Regions from separate parts of the Zea mays genome. Here region 2 is linked to region 1. The links are chromatin contacts, called in public Hi-C maps. All regions are on one chromosome and are shown on one strand. Each heading gives the region's core, a stretch centred on a gene start, on an enhancer-like site or on the middle of the called end of the contact. The rest is flanking DNA. Distances are from core to core; before and after follow the strand shown.

Evidence for each region. A called contact is a pair of places that touch in the nucleus more often than the background predicts.
Region 2: a contact with region 1 is called in a Hi-C map of ear, with 2.8 times the contacts expected there. The contact joins two enhancer-like sites. A contact is called at or near these places in 2 of 25 Hi-C or Micro-C datasets (ear and tassel).

What each region holds. Positions count from the first base shown.
Region 1 is chr10:119,642,892-119,646,788 of Zm-B73-REFERENCE-NAM-5.0, forward strand. It overlaps LOC100285517, which reads left to right. Exons shown (of 11, transcript NM_001279566.2): 9 at 1-55; 10 at 138-348; 11 at 475-895. The coding sequence ends at 534. Among protein-coding and RNA genes, the nearest start is that of LOC100285517, 7.8 kb to the left of the region's middle. Within about 2 kb of position 1,925, at least 3 of the 20 cell types and tissues checked have an H3K27ac peak or open chromatin away from gene starts, as enhancers often do. A contact at or near this core is called in ear, where this site is marked.
Region 2 is chr10:120,067,227-120,071,620 of Zm-B73-REFERENCE-NAM-5.0, forward strand. No RefSeq gene overlaps it. Among protein-coding and RNA genes, the nearest start is that of LOC103641656, 21 kb to the right of the region's middle. Within about 2 kb of position 2,640, at least 20 of the 20 cell types and tissues checked have an H3K27ac peak or open chromatin away from gene starts, as enhancers often do. A contact at or near this core is called in ear, where this site is marked.

The DNA of each region.
Region 1 (3,897 bases), core at 675-3,174:
AAATGGCTCTCCTGTACCCAGGGCATCGGTACACGCTTGTCAGGATGCACCTTAGGTATTTTGTATGAAATTGTTGCCCGGGTTTTGATGATTTTTGCCGGTACCTAGCCTCTGAAATTTGTGCCAACATTCTGCAGGCTTAGGGGCACCACAGTTGGTGCAAATAACAGGTTGGATGTACTGAAGATTCTAACCACCGGAGTGAATGCAACTGAGCTGCAAAACTGGAAAGGAAGCATACTAGAACTCGTTGAGGGCTGGGAGGAGGATGAGACGCATGACCCGGATGTGCCTGCCGTTTCCCACAGCAGGGGTTTGTCACCCTTTGTGTTTGTTCCGTTTGAGGAGGTACATTATTTTTGTCTAGTTCGCTGTGGCCAACCGTGTTGGAGGGATGGTTAACTGCAACTTGTAGTTCAAATTTTTATGCCGAGCGTAGTATGATTAATTAACTAAAGTGAGTAAATTATTCAGGCTGATACTTCGGTGTTAAACCTCCCCGTGGAGAAGATGGACTACTACGTCCCTGGGTGAGCTCTTCATGACGACGATGGCCATTGGAGAATGAGATGATGGGTGGTCATGTTACAGGTTAAAATGATGATGGCCAACGATCTCCTTCCCTCTCAGATCCCTTGCTAGAGCAAATGTGTAAATACAGTGTTGTTTTGTTTACACTTTTCGGTTGGTCGCATGCTGTTGTATGACATTATGTTTGTTGATACCTGGAAACAGGTTTTATTATTGTTGGTGCTTGAAAATGGTGTGGGAGGAAACTCACTATCAAAAAAAGTAGAGCTACCCTCCTGAAGTAATGTGGGTCTGTATTATTATAGAAACAAGCAGTCTATCGTTGCGAACTTTTTAGTCTGTATGTATTTTCGTATTGTACAGTTAAACCTTGGCACCGTGCTTCGTTTTTTTTGGAACGACACTGACGTTTAGCTACTCGAGTACTAGGGGTGGTGTTTAAATGTACTAGCGCTGATAGGTAGTTGGCTAAAAATATTAGTAGAATTAGCTAGTTAATAAATAGCTAGATAACTATTAGCTAATTTGCTAAAAGTAACTAATAACTGAATTATTAGTTAGACCATTTAGATATATTTAGCTAATTTTAGTAACTAACTATTAGTTCTAGTACATTCAAATGACCGGTATATATTCAAGTAACAGCACGTTAAGTATACTTTGCTGTGTTAATTTGTCTCCTATAACTGGCAACGACAATCCTATGCATCTACCTAGTTACTTGAGCTTAATTTGGGTACAGAAGCTAGATTCCATCCTTCAGGTCTATATCAATCACCACAGCAGCTATAGATGTTGATAATTAGTTTTTATCTACCACGGTGTTTCATTATATAGTATTTATAGTCAACCTACACCTACATCAATGTATTTTTTTTTAAAATACCGTAGAGGAGGCCCATACAGTAAAATTTTATTAATTTAAAGGGAAATTTGGATCCATACCATTAAAAGATCACCACTTTGGATCCATACCATTACTATCTCACTTACATGTGGGTCCACATGAGTTAATGACATGTGGGGTCCATGGTATATATCTAAAGTTTAGATCTTTTAATGGTATAGATCCAATTGTTCCTAATTTAAAAGGATAGAACAACGAAGCAAATAAAAAAGGGAGGGGGAAGGGAGGATCAGTCCTCTAGAGTTTAGCCATAGGGCTACAATAAGCTTAAAAGAAGGGCTAAACTAAACATCTGCTCATTGAAACAAATCCTCCAAGGAGAAGGGATGATGGAAGAAGTGAGGTCATCAAACATTATTCGTGTCATCAAACATACCGAAGAAGTGAGCTCAAAATTCCACTAGTGGCGGATTCAGCCCGTGGCTGTCCGGACTGCAGCCCCGGTCACAGCCCCATCTCCGCACTACACTAGCATGCAGCAACAGCGCGCTAGCCGTCCTGTCTGTGCTACAATAACATCTCACACCAGTAACCTAGCATGCAGCAGCTAGCAGCCTAAAAGAAGTGCACTAGCAACTAGCAAGCCAGAACCGTTGTTTAGCATCCAGCCTACATAGTGTACTCCTTAGCAGACGCAGACAAGAACTATTGGACACTGAACCACCAGGCACAAGAGTAGCGCACAGGATACCGGCACATTTGCAGCAGGCCAAAAACTATACGTTAGTTTTTTTCAAAATTTTAATTAATATTGTTTCATCAATTATTTACTAGGTTAGTTAATAAAATTAATGATTATAGAGATAGAATGGATAAGTTTTTCATCAAAAAGAAGATGGTTTTAACATAATACTTAGAATAAAAAATTAAGCTTGTCTTAGTAGCCCCTCCTTTAGACTATTTTTGGATCCGCCACTGACTAGATGCCCATGTGACGCCACCAATTTGAGCTGAAGGGGCACTCGAACATAAGATGGAAGGTCGTCTCTTCGCAGTTGGAGTCACAATGGACACGGTATAGATTGCTAGCTGTATTCGGAAGGCCTTTTCTCTTGAGCAGATTCTTTGAATTAATTATGTCTCTGAAGACAAGCTAGATAAAATTTTTGATCTTTTTGCAGACTTTGCACTCCCAAATTCACATAAACGGTGGGGAGGGTTAATGGAAGCAAAGCTGAGATTGTAGAATTTCGAGGAACTGAAGTTGCTATTTCCCCAAAGGTAAATCCATCTATCCATCTCTTCCCTGAATGCCAACATTTGATCAATGGTCTCTGAAAAGATATTGTATTCCTGTTCAGCCTGCACGGACAAAGGAGTATGAAAAGTATCTTCCATGGACATATTGCTGAGGAAGGACTACATTGAGGATTCCTTATTTTTTGCGAAGGAGTAGAGACAAGGGAAAGTCGTCATGGGGGAATCCTGTCATAAAAGAATAGTGCTTCCATCTCCCACACGAGGCATGTCATAGCCTCTGAGGTATATGAATAATTTGGTAACGTCTTTCCACCAGAAGGACCCTTTTTCAGGGGAGCAGTGAAGGATCCAACCCGAAGAATAGTAGGAATCTCACACCAAATTAACCTAGGGGTGTCCAATCTGTTATAAAACTTGTGAACAAACTTTATTAGAAGGGCCAAGTTCTGAATTCTCAGATTGAGAACACCCATGCCTCCTTTGTTTTTTGGACAAGTGACCTTGTCCCAAGAGATGAGAGGATTGCCATGAACATCATCATTGTTCCCTTTCCAAAGATATCTTCTAATTCGATCAATGGTCTTAATAGCAGCAACCGACAACTTGAGAGTGCACATAGCAAAGATTGGCATAGCCGAGAAGGTGGAATTTATCAGAGTTAGTCTTCCTACCAAGGAGAGCCAAAGACTGGTTGAATTCAGTCTTCTTTTGATTTTGTTGATGAGAGGGAGGTAATCTTTAACCCTTGGCTTAGTGATTCCTAGCGGGAGACCTAGATAGGTGAAAGGAAAAGTTCCAATCTGACAACCAAAAATTGCTGCCAAGTGAACTGCTTTTTGATGATCCAATTTGATGGGCAGGAGACAAGATTTATCAAAGTTTATCTTAAGCCCAGTGGAAGCTGAAAAGGAATGAAGAATTCCTTTTAGGCAAAAAATCCCTTTGGGAAGCCTTCATGATAATTAAGGTGTCATCTGCATATTAAATGATTGGGAAATTCGATAAACTGTTGGTTGAAATAGGGGCCGAGAACACGCCAACAGAAGCTGCTCTATTGACGATGCACCGAAGAAGGTCAGCAGTTATGACAAATAAAATGTGTGAGAGAGGATCACCCTTCCGAACCCCTCTCTTGCATTTAAAACTCTTTCCGAAGACACCATTCAAGAGAACAACTGAGGAACCTAAATACAACAACCTTTTTCATATACTTTTAAAATAAAAACACAATGTTTTATTGAAATATAAATTAAACCGAG
Region 2 (4,394 bases), core at 1,390-3,889, 430 kb after region 1:
TAATGCAAGCCGCCCATGAGATTATTGAGAGGCTGCTGCTTCCGCAAAAGATGCTGGACAAGCTCCATAATTTCATGTACTTGGTACTCAGCACTAATGGGCGGTCTTGTCTGCTAGTTTCTCTCGTACCTACGTACATGACCTTCCATACCGACCCTCTATTTAATTTCTTCCACACGCATAACACAATATACAAAAGGCTTGTACAAAATATAGCTCTATAATAATACAGTATATGGGTGCTAATGTTCTGTCAGCTACTCTGTCATTGAGTACATATGAATCAAAGCCGACGACAATAATCACCAATAGCCGTTCAAAGATCGACAATCGCCAAGTCATTGAGACGACAACAATCACAAGAGTACCAAGAGTATGGCTAGCTCAACTCACCCAACTAGTGCCACAAGATGCATATAAACTCTACGCAACACACTAGGAGTGCTCCAATCTCGCCCGAGTGATGTTCTATATACATGTTTGGATTGAGTGTAGTGTGTTTTTGAAGCTTCTCTACTCCCTCCAATGTCGACATCATATTATCTGTCGTTCGAGACAACGACACGGTTTCCAAAATATATATCTTTGATCAATATTTATTTATGTTAAAATACAAATAAAACTCTTAATACACATATCTATACTTTTATAAAAACTACTTTTACAGACAAATACATGCAGATAAATATTATGTTTCAAAACTAAATGTAATATCCAATTTGTAAGTGATATTATAAAAGGAGAGAGAAATATATATATATATATATATATATATTCCTTTATTTATATGTGTATTGCATCTATTTACCATCACATGTGAACACTATATTAAAAAAACCAATAAATAATAAAAGATAAGTCACTAAATTGTGCATCATGCTCGACTTTATTTTGTGTGCATTTTGTGGCAATACAAAAATAAAATAAAGAGAAATATATTAATACCTAAATGGGAATTTAAGATTTAAAGGGAATTCTAGAAAGGGGAGAAACGAAAAAGATAAAGGATATGAATAAATAAATAATATATGTAAATAAATATCTCCAGGATTAGTACCTCTAATTTCACAAATATAAATTGTAATGATGGGGCATAAAAGTTTGAATTAAATTTTAATTTAATTTAAATTTGAATCAAGAAAGGAAATAAAGAAAATAAAAAAAGAGAAAAGAAAACCTCATTTTGGGTCGAAGTCCCCACGTGCAGCTCACTTCTTCCCTTGCTCCCGCTTGGCCCAGTTGGGAAACCAGAATAGCCCATTTGCGCTCCTACTCGTTGACACGCGGGACCTACTGATCAGTCTCGTTCGCCACCTGGTGTGCGTGCTTGGCCGACCGACATGTGGGGCCCTAATACCAGCTTCTCCATCGTGTCGTGCTCTGAAGTTGGGTACTACCGACGGGTGGGACCTCCTCAGATTCTTCCCCAACCATCGGCCGTGATGATTTCTGCCGCAACATCTTATCCAACATCTTATCAAAAGGCTAGGGTTGCGCTGGGATAGAAAAGAACGGCGGCTGCTGGTTGCTGGTAAAGAGGAGACAGAGAGAAGGGAAACGAGACGTAGACGCCGTGAGATTCACTGCTTTAATCAGAGAAGTTACCAAGTAATGAAGTGTTCTTGTTCGTTTTGGCGAGTGGTCTATTCCCTGCTTTTCCATATCAGCTAATCCTTCGTCTATGCCTCCAAATCGTCGAAGCCGCATATAAGGACATCCATAATAGCAAATTTCTCCCCGCAACCACGGCGTCAGTATCCCGCACCTTCTCTTTCGTCAGTTTTCGAAGCGGCGCTCCCCTTCACCGACTCCTTCGCGCACTCACTGCCACGCCTTGCCCCGCTGCTGCTTGCCAATCACGAACCAGTGCATCGTGCGGACGAGGATGCTGGGCATAGAGTAGAATGGCGGGACCGCACGCCTTGTCGCGGTCGCGTCTCGCTGTCCATGGAGCGACTCTCTACGCCCTGCCTGCTTCGCTCGCTGGCTCACCGCAGCTGGAACGGCGCCACATTCCTTTGTTAGAGCCGCCGTTTTGCATACGCCGAGGGAGAGAACCGAGGGGAGAGAGAGTTTGGTCGTCGAGTCACATGGAGGGTTCGCTGGTGGCCTAGGATCTCCGTGTGTCGCATCGCCTAGGCGGTGGATTCCCCGTGCGTGGAGCCACCAGCAGCTGCGGAGTCCGCGCCGCCGCCATGGGTCCAAATCTCTGTTGCTGTTCGGAGCACGAGCTCGACCCGGTGAGCTTCACCACGACACCAAGTTTCTTCTCCGGTTCTCCGCGGACAAAACGGTGCAGGGGCGCGCGACGAACTGCTCGTCGGATCTTCAAGGCCGCGTCTCACCATGGGCAGGGAATCCCACTGCTCCGATCTCGGTGAGAATTACTTCTTTAGATTCGCTAAGTCCCCCGATTCGATTTGCGCTAGTCGGTCGGCAAGTGGGGATCTCGGGTCGCGGGAACGCTATGGCCGGTAATGGCCTCCGCCGTGGGGTCTGGCAGTGAGGCCGTCGGGTTGGCTAGAGAATGGGGGCAAGGTCGTTCGGCCGTCTGATCTTAGCGGACGGATGCGATTGGAGGGGAGGATATCCATTCGCGGCATTGAATCCTGACCGCAGATCTTCGATCAGATGGACGGCTGGGATTGAAGACCGTGTGACCCGTTCGCGGTGACGTTCGGGCCCGTTAGATCTATGGCGTGTGGGTGAGATTCGATCCATTCGCGGGTGATCTGGGCCCTTGATCTAGAATTGTGTGGCTCTGGTCTCACATATTAGGTTGTCGTGACAAGTTCAAAATAGACCCCGTGTTTTCTAGGGATTTAACCCATAGTCCATATCAGTTATGAAATCAAAGCAAATGGGTCCTGAAATTTATAGATTCAACACCATACTCCTAAACAACGTAACATGTCATCCCACACAGAAAATAAATCCATAAAGTCATTTTTATTAAAATACCTAGAAACTTGTTTAATGCATATCTCATCCATTTTAACTCTATTTTGATTCGTTCAAGTTTTGTTAGATTCGTACTAAAATTGTCTACATATTTTAAAAAATAGTATTTTTATCATTTAACATACTTTTATAATTGGATATTTATTTAACTTAGGTTAGCTGATTAATCGTTCTAGTCAAAATCAATCCGGCTGTAATTACAATTTGATTAAGTTATGACTTCTACTCCAGTTATAACTTAGATTATAATTGTATCGTGTATTTATTTAGAATATTCTTCTCATATGATTTATGTTAATTAACATAGAATATACTTTTAAACTGTTTGGTTATCTAAAAGTTCGAAAAGTCATAACTTTATAACCGTAACTCCGAATTTAGTGATTCTTGAACTCATGATCTCGTAGCAACGCGTAGATCATTATTATGAAGTTTGTTCTTATGTTTAGTGTGATGTTAATTTTGTCTATACCATGTTTGTTTGTATTGCTACGACTAGCAGTGAGGTCACGAGGATCTGAAGAATCACCCTGATAACTGGAAATCTTAAGTGCCAGGCAAGTTGTGCCCTTGATTCACTTTTGTTACCCAATAATGTTCTTTATAATCATTTACCATGCATAGGTTTAATTTTGATGGGACCCGATAGGTCACCCTAGATTGTTTATCTCATTACCTTGTTTACCCCTGAATCACATGGGTAGTGTTTGCTATTGCTTTATATGGTTTTGGGATAATCATTTCTTATATCCATGTTCTAGTTATTTTGTTATTCTATTTATGTTCATGTCAAGATCATTATATTATTGTTAATTGGAACATGGAGCTTAACTTGAGAAACACGTGCCACCACAAGGGAGGAATGGGACCCCTTGGCTAACTAATTAGGAAAGCTAGTGGAAGACTACCTTACCCGAAAGGGGCAAGGGCAGTAGGGGAGTTGCATGCAAGGAGGTTCTCGGGTTGATTTGCTGCGATGGCGGTCAGACGGGGGATTCTTGCAAGTGCTTTTCCCATAACTGTAGCGGGTTTTCGGAAGCTAGTGGAACTTTGTAAAGGCCTCGTAGTGGATCCCTAGTCATTCACCTTGGTAGTGTCTAAGGGCCTAGCTAACCCTGGCGACATGGGAAACACGACTTGTGGGTAAAGGGTACAACCTCTGCAGAGTGTAAAACTGATATACTAGCCGAGCTCGCGGTCATGAGCAGCTCAGGACTCTCCGATGATTAAATTATGGAACATAACTCAATTTGTCATTTGCATACGCATAGGATTATTTATTAATTTTGTTCTATTACTTTATTTAAGGTTTGGTATTTACTTACACTTAGTAATTGCTAATAAAATTTTGACCAACTTATTAAAAGCAATGCTCAGCTTTAACCCCTGTCATTGATTAGCCTTACACATCATATGAACTCTCACCTTTGGTA